Regions from separate parts of the Astyanax mexicanus genome. Here region 1 is linked to region 2. A link is a contact called in public Hi-C data. All regions are on one chromosome and are shown on one strand. Each heading gives the region's core, a stretch centred on a gene start, on an enhancer-like site or on the middle of the called end of the contact. The rest is flanking DNA. Distances are from core to core; before and after follow the strand shown.

Region 1 (3,565 bases), core at 678-3,177, 73 kb after region 2:
TATACTAGTTCTGTCTATAGTCAGTATTTTTAAGTTATAATCATTTTTGTTTTTTTAATTGCATTTGCTTTTAATCTATTCATTGGTGGGAAAAGGGGTTTTAAACAAATGTTTCATTTTGGTGCATCTCTACTAATGACCTTAAACTGTTTTTCAACCATAGTCATGGAGTATCACTGCCCAGCTCAGTTTTAAGCAGCCACAGGGTCTCATGACAACAAGTGAAGTAACATACCGGTAACTCTGTTGTCAGGATTGAGAATAATTCAGCTAGCAATTTGTAGTTAAAACAAAAATTGCTCTTCGCTTTTGGTACCATATTTCATGGCGGAACGAATGGAAGTAAATTTGCTACTTATACATCGTCTTATACATATAAAGTATCGCATTACCTAAGACTTGAAAAATAGAAATAAAAACATATCTAGACAAAAATGTCATTCATAGAGATCAGTCGATCTGGTCTGATCTGCCTCCTTTTATATGAAGGTAGTCTGGACACTAGTCCCTCTGGTGGGGACCAGTGGGAAGTGCATCACCTGATTGTAACTAAAAGCTGCTTTTCTATAGTGAACATTATATAGTGAATTTATTTCGGACAATATAAAGTCCCAGAAATCATTGTGATAAAACTTATGCCACTGATTTGTTCAAAATATAATAATACAGTAAATACAGTATTTTAAAGCACAGTAAAATGTTAATTATTAAGAATATTGAGACATTAGGATTGGATTATTTTTTATTATTATTTCTTCTGATAATTCTGATGAAAGACTTATTTTTATATTTATTCATAGGAATTATTTTACATTGTTCTTTTTTTATATTATCACTGTTATTTTTGGTGTTGCGCTTAAGGTTACATCATGAGGCTAAACAGACTACAGTTTTAGATATAAATAAATAAATTAACACAAATGAATGAATGAATGAATGAATACATAAATACATACATACACAAATTAATAGTTGTATTAATAAATAAATTAATAAATACACACATGAATAATTGTATAGATAAATACAATCTTATACATTTTGTCATGGAAAAATACACACGTAAAATGATATTAGGAATCTATTTTAATATTTCCATGCGTGAACCTTTATTTCTGTATTTATTTATTTATTTATTTAGAGATGAATTCGCAGACAGCGATTAAGCCTAATTCTTGCCTTTTTTTTTTTCTTTTAATGGGGAAAATCCATTTAAACTGTTGTGCAGTCCAAGACTAGATAAGTGTGCTGCTTTGTTGGCTTTTCCAGACTAAAATATCTCCAAACAAATGGCATTTTACCCAGAACAAAAGCTGGGTAATGGTATTAGCTCTCGGTTACAGACTGAAGCTGCTGTGGGTTCATGTTAAGTTGTTAAGTTGTGGAGTAGAACCTGGATCGGTAAAAAGGACAAAAAGGTTAAAAAATCCTAATAAAGTAAAACATAAATGAAATAAAACCATTGCTTTTAAACAGAATAGACACAGCAGCTCATTCACATTCACAATTTGAGCATTTGTACAATTAATCAATATCGTAATTATGATGAAAGGACTGAAAGGCCTACTGTGCCTAATTTGTCCGTGTTTGTGTGTGAACGCAGGGAGTGGCTGTACCTCCTCTCTCACGAGATGCTGAATCCATACTACGGGCTCTTCCAGTACTCACGAGATGACATCTACACTCTACAGATCAACCCAGACTCCGCCGTTAACCCGGTACAGAACTGCATTTCTCACTGAGACAGACTCTAACTGTCCTATTTGGCTTTTTTCAGCCATGTGGAGAACCTCTGCTCTGCTGGTGCAATATGTTCATCAATTATTGATCCTAAAACTGCTTTTTCGTTTTAGGAACACTTGTCCTACTTCCACTTCGTGGGCCGAATAATGGGCATGGCTGTGTTCCACGGCCACTACATCGATGGCGGCTTCACCCTGCCCTTCTACAAACAGCTGCTGGGCAAACCCATCACCCTGGATGACATGGAGTCTGTGGACCCTGACCTCCACAACAGTCTGGTCTGGATCCTGTAAGTGCTTGTTCATGTGCATTTAGGCTGTTTAATCTGTTTAAAAGAGTTATTAGAACATGTTTTTATATGTACACTGAAATATCATGAGAGTCATGGGAGCAGGAAGGGTGTTCCATGACTTTTGTCATGTCCCATGGAAGCTAATGAACTCTTAAGTCTGTTAAGTCTTACTTAAGTAGAAATGTTAGTAATCTCTACTATTCCTATTTTTCGGACGACTTTTTACTTCTACCTCCCACATTTTCACACAATTATCTGAACTTTCTACTCCTTACATTTAAATAAAAATAGCCTCGTTACTCCTATTTAATTTCAGCTTGTTTTCATTGCAGCTTCTCATCGTTCAATAAAACCCCTATCCAGATAAATCTCTCCATCCAGATAGAGTGATGAGATCTGAATGTGATTGGATGTAGAGAAGTATAAATATATACCATTCCGACACCCTATTGGTTTATACTGTGATCCATCACACCTGCACACACACCCCCCCCAGACACACACTCCAGCAAGAACATAGCAGACGTATGTAGTCTAGTATGAAGATGATCCGTGCAGAGACTCAAAAGAACTCCAGACAAACTCCAGTCCACCTATGCTTCTTTAATATATTTACATTGTAGCTACTGAAATACATATATTTTCACATATGCATAGGGAACATATGCAGCTGAAACAGTAGAGAGCCTAGTGCATCGCAAATTATATTATCAACATTAACATTTTAATAATTAATATAACATTATAGTCATTATGGCTTTTAGATAAATGTTTTTTGGGGAGGCGGGTAGTGCACTATAGGACTCTGTGGGCGTGGCCTAAGCTTTTGTTCTTAATGGCTTTATTTTTTTTCCTTACATTACTTTTACTTTTATACTTTAAGTAGTTTTGAATCCAGTACTTTTTAAACACTTTTACTTAAAGAGTAAATAGCTGAAGAGTTGATATTTCATCTTCTACAGACGTATTGATCAAAACCATATGATCATTGTGCTTACTGCTGTCCCATGACTTTTGGCATATCAGTATGAACATCATTATACATAAGTTGGGTTAATGATGTTGAATCTTTTCTCTTTGAGTAGTTATTGAGTCAAACTTTCAATCCCACATTAACATTGGTATATTACTGTACTGTGCTGTATTTCTGTACGTTATATAATGTGAAAATACAGCTCTAAAAAAAAACACTTCCGTTTCTGAATCAGTTTCTTTGATTTTGCTATTTATAGGTTTATGTTTGAGTAAAATTAACTTTGTTGTTTTATTCTATAAACTACAGACAGCATTTCTCCCAAATTCCAAATTAAAAAATATTGTCATGAAATGGCTGAAATAACAAAAAAGGTGCAGAGCTTTCAGATCTCAAATAATGCAAAGAAAACAAGTTTATATTCATAAAGTTTTAAGAGTTCAGAAATCAATATTTGGTGGAATAACCCTGGTTTTTAATCACAGTTTTTATGCATCTTGGCATCATGTTCTCCTCCACCAGTCTTACACACTGCTTTTGGATAACTTTATGCTACT
Region 2 (3,677 bases), core at 467-2,966:
TTTACTGCTGTAGGATTAATAAAGAAATCTAATGTTTAAAACAAGCAAATATAAATTATGCAACAAAAAAATCTAGTTTTTTTGTCAATATGGACTTTAGACCTCTTTAATGTACAGTATTCATTTTTTTATTGAATTACCCTTCTTTCAGGAGGAAGAGGATGAATGTGTGGCTCCTGAAGTTACAACCGATGGCTATGCGTTCCAGATTAATGACAACCAAGGCACTTTCAACTTCTAAACCTCTTCTTCTGTCCCTGCTCCTGTTGTGCGGATGTGTTCTATATGTTCTGTCTTCTTGTTCAGTGTTTGTGATGTGATGGGCGTCTCTGTTCTTCAGAATTGTACATATGGAACTGTCCATTTTATTATAGTGTAAATAAAATAAATAAACAAATGAGAAACAGTGTGGTTGAAATACTTTTGACTGTGACTTTGGAGATTAATTTTTTTTCATTTTATTTAATTTTTTTTTTTTTTAATGGGAAATCTTCATGAAAAATGCTCAGTAGTCCTGGAGTAGGCATAAACCATGTATAGGGAACTGGCCCATAACACAATGTGGCAGGTAAAGGGGAGAACTAGAATAAGAGAGGTGTGTGTTTTTTTTTTTTTTTTTCTTTTTTTTTTTTTTTTTTTTTTTTTTTTTTGGGGGGGGGGGGGGGGGCTCTGTCTGATTCTGTTACTTTCTTCGGTCTCTGCCACTCAGTCTCTCAATACCCCCTTTTTGTATATTTTTACTCCTTTTCTTTAATTCTGTCTCAATCTTTTTCTGACTCATTCTTGCTCTCACTCTCAATGTTCTTTCCATTCTCCCTCTTTTTCTCTGCATCTTTTATCTAATCTTTCTCACTCAGTCTCTTATTTTCCCCTCTACTCATTCTAGCACTTTTGGTCTCACTATCTCCTCCATATTTTCACATTTTTCTCTTGCTCATTCTCTACCTCATTCTTTCCTTTTTTTTATTCTGTCAGTTTTTCTTGCTTTCATTCTCCATATTCTCTTTTTTTTTTCTATTTTCCCTATTTTATTTTTGTTGCCTCTTTTTATATAATCTCTCACTGTTCTTTTACTGTAATCTTTCATTCTCTCTCCCTATTCTCACATTTTTCTCTTGCTCATTTTAATTTTTTTTTTCTTTTCTCCTTCCTCCAATTTCCCCCCCCCCCCCCCCTCTCTTTTTCTTCAATTATCCCCTCTTGGGTTCTCTTTGCCTCTTGTTCTCATCTTTTTCTCTCTTGCTCGGTCCATCCTTTCCCCTTCATTCTTGCACTCTTTTAGTCTCATTCTCTCATTTTTTTTTTCTCTCCTAAACTCTCATCTAATTTTTATTGCTCTTTTTCTCCATATATATTTTTTCAGTTTCCCCTTTGATTCTCTCTGCCACTTACCTCATCTTTCTCACATTTTTTTGCTCATTTTCTACCCCTCATTCTCACTCCATTCCTATTCTTAAATTTTCTTTTTCTTGCTCTTTTGTACATATTCTCATTTTCTTTCTCCTTTTATTCTCCCTGCCTCTTATATAATCTTTTTTTTGTTTCTTAGTGTCTTTTTTTTCCCTTTACTAATTCTCTCTTCCCTTTTTTTTCCCCCTACTTCCATTTATTCTTTTGGTCTCACACTATCCTATTCTCACATCTCTCTTTTTCTCTCTATCATCTATTCTCCCTCTCTCCCTCTCTCTCCCCTCCCCTCCAGATCTGAACATATGCCAGTAGGCAGTGACGGACTGTAGGCAGTAGGGTGTTCAGCTCCCTAGTAGCAGTGTCTCCCTCTCTGCTCAACTTTTCCCCCAGGCTTATACTCAGTCCTCCTCACTGAATGGGCTCAGGAGAGGCGCGTACAGCTCCATCAAACCCAATACTCCGTTTTAAACCGATTTATCACCGTCTAAACCGCTTTTTAACCTGAGAAAACTGCACGTAGCTAGTGTAGAGAGTGAGTGGACATGGCTCCAGCAGCGGCTCCGTGCACATCCGGGCCATAGCGCAGCGCCTCCATTATTATTCCCAGCTCACTGTGAGTGAGAGAAAGCGGCCAGGCTGGCTCAGCGCAACGAGCAGAAAACGGGCAATAAAAAACAAACCGGGGCTTTAACACGGGATTTCTCCGACCAAGCTGGAAAGATAAGGGACATGTCTAATCAAGGGGGAAGGAGAAACGGGCCTGTGAAGTTGCGTTTAACAGGTAAGAGCGCTGGAAGCTGAAGATGATGAAGCTGCGAGAGACAGCCGCCAGCAGCGGCTTTGGTGTAGCTAGCGCTTAGCTGTAGCGTATTCGAGTAGGCTAAGCTAAGTAGCTAGCATAGCATGAATGAGTAAATATCTGCAAAATGTATCGTCTAATAAAAGATAGTTCTAATTTAACTATACGTTTAATTATTAAATAGTTAGCTGGCTAAGTCTGAGCTCCTATTGATGGGTAGTTAGCTAACTAGCTAGCTAACCTATCGTAATCTATGAGGCTGGCTAGTCCTGCTAGCTGTGATTAGCTAGGCTAGCTAGCTTGGTTGCTATGGAGCTTAAAAGCCTAGGTTATAACCCAGCGTTTGGTTAGCTAGGTTAAGTATTTAACTAGTTTAATTTGCAATGTTTAACATTATTTAGCCAATGTTTGATCAAAATGTTATTTGCTATTAATAAACGTGAAATATTTAAGTATTTAATAGTGTGATACTCATAGTTTTAATCGTTTTATCAGTGCTTTTTTCTGTTTTTAACCTGTGAGGTGGTGAAATATCCTTTATAATTTAAAATTAGATCCATAAATGGTTCCTAGACGTAGTCATTTATTTACCACATACCAGACATTTATTTCTCACTTTATTCACTCTTTCATTCTCTCCTCTTTCTCTCTACTTATTTTGTTTAGGGAAATAGTAGTTAATTACTGCAGAATTCAAGTTACGTCTAATAATAGATGGGTTAGCTATCTAGCTTATATTTGACTTAAATGTACTTTGCCTTTTAGAAACTTCAAATATTTAACGTTAAGTATTTATTGGTGTAATATTCTTAGTTTTAATCCGTTTAACATAGTTTTTATTTTCGTTTTAAACTGAGGTGTTGAAATGTGCTTTATAATAAAAAAAATATATCCATAAATATTTATTTTTCAGTCATTCAGTCCCTTTCATTCTCTCCTCTTTTTCTCTCTGCTTATTTAACGGGAATTAATGGTTAATTACTGCAGGATTCTAAGTCTTATAATAGCTAGCAAATATATATGTTTATATATGTAATGACACTGTAATTTTGAGCTCCAATTGCTAATATTAGCTAACATAATTTCTGTGGAGCTTAAAAGCAGAGCTAAGCTAAGTACGTAGTTAAATCTGCAGTTTGTATACTTGTTTCTATATTTGAATTCAATGTACCTAGTAATATTTCAATATTTGATGTTATAATATTCATAAATGTAATATTTTTACAATGCTTTTTGTGTTTTGAACCTGTGATTTGCTTCATATTTCAAAAAGAATTGAAAAGATCCATAGGTTAAGTGTTCAGATGTTATAAATCATAATCTGTTAACCAGTTGTTTCACCATCTCCGTCTGGAGTTTTAAAGCTGACATAAGTCATAGCTATGTTTTTGAATCTGCATTTTGTATATTTGAATGAAGTTTACATCACTTTAAATAAAAGTGAAATATTTAATGGTGCCGTTCATTG

What was found. Hi-C and Micro-C count contacts between places; a contact is called where the count stands out from the background.
Region 1: a Hi-C map of muscle shows a contact between it and region 2, with 12 times the contacts expected there. The contact joins the enhancer-like site here to the promoter of smurf2 in region 2. A contact is called at or near these places in 2 of 3 Hi-C or Micro-C datasets (both in muscle).

Annotation. Positions count from the first base shown.
Region 1 is chr19:38,018,679-38,022,243 of AstMex3_surface, forward strand. smurf2 (SMAD specific E3 ubiquitin protein ligase 2) reads left to right here. Exons shown (of 20, transcript XM_049467631.1): 14 at 1,604-1,718; 15 at 1,854-2,032. Among protein-coding and RNA genes, the nearest start is that of ddx5, 13 kb to the right of the region's middle. Within about 2 kb of position 1,928, the one cell type or tissue checked has an H3K27ac peak away from gene starts, as active enhancers do.
Region 2 is chr19:37,946,060-37,949,736 of AstMex3_surface, forward strand. smurf2 (SMAD specific E3 ubiquitin protein ligase 2) reads left to right here and starts at 1,717. Exons shown (of 20, transcript XM_049467631.1): 1 at 1,717-2,191. The coding sequence starts at 2,140. It overlaps kpna2 (karyopherin alpha 2 (RAG cohort 1, importin alpha 1)), which reads left to right. Exons shown (of 10, transcript XM_022665047.2): 10 at 152-404. The coding sequence ends at 241.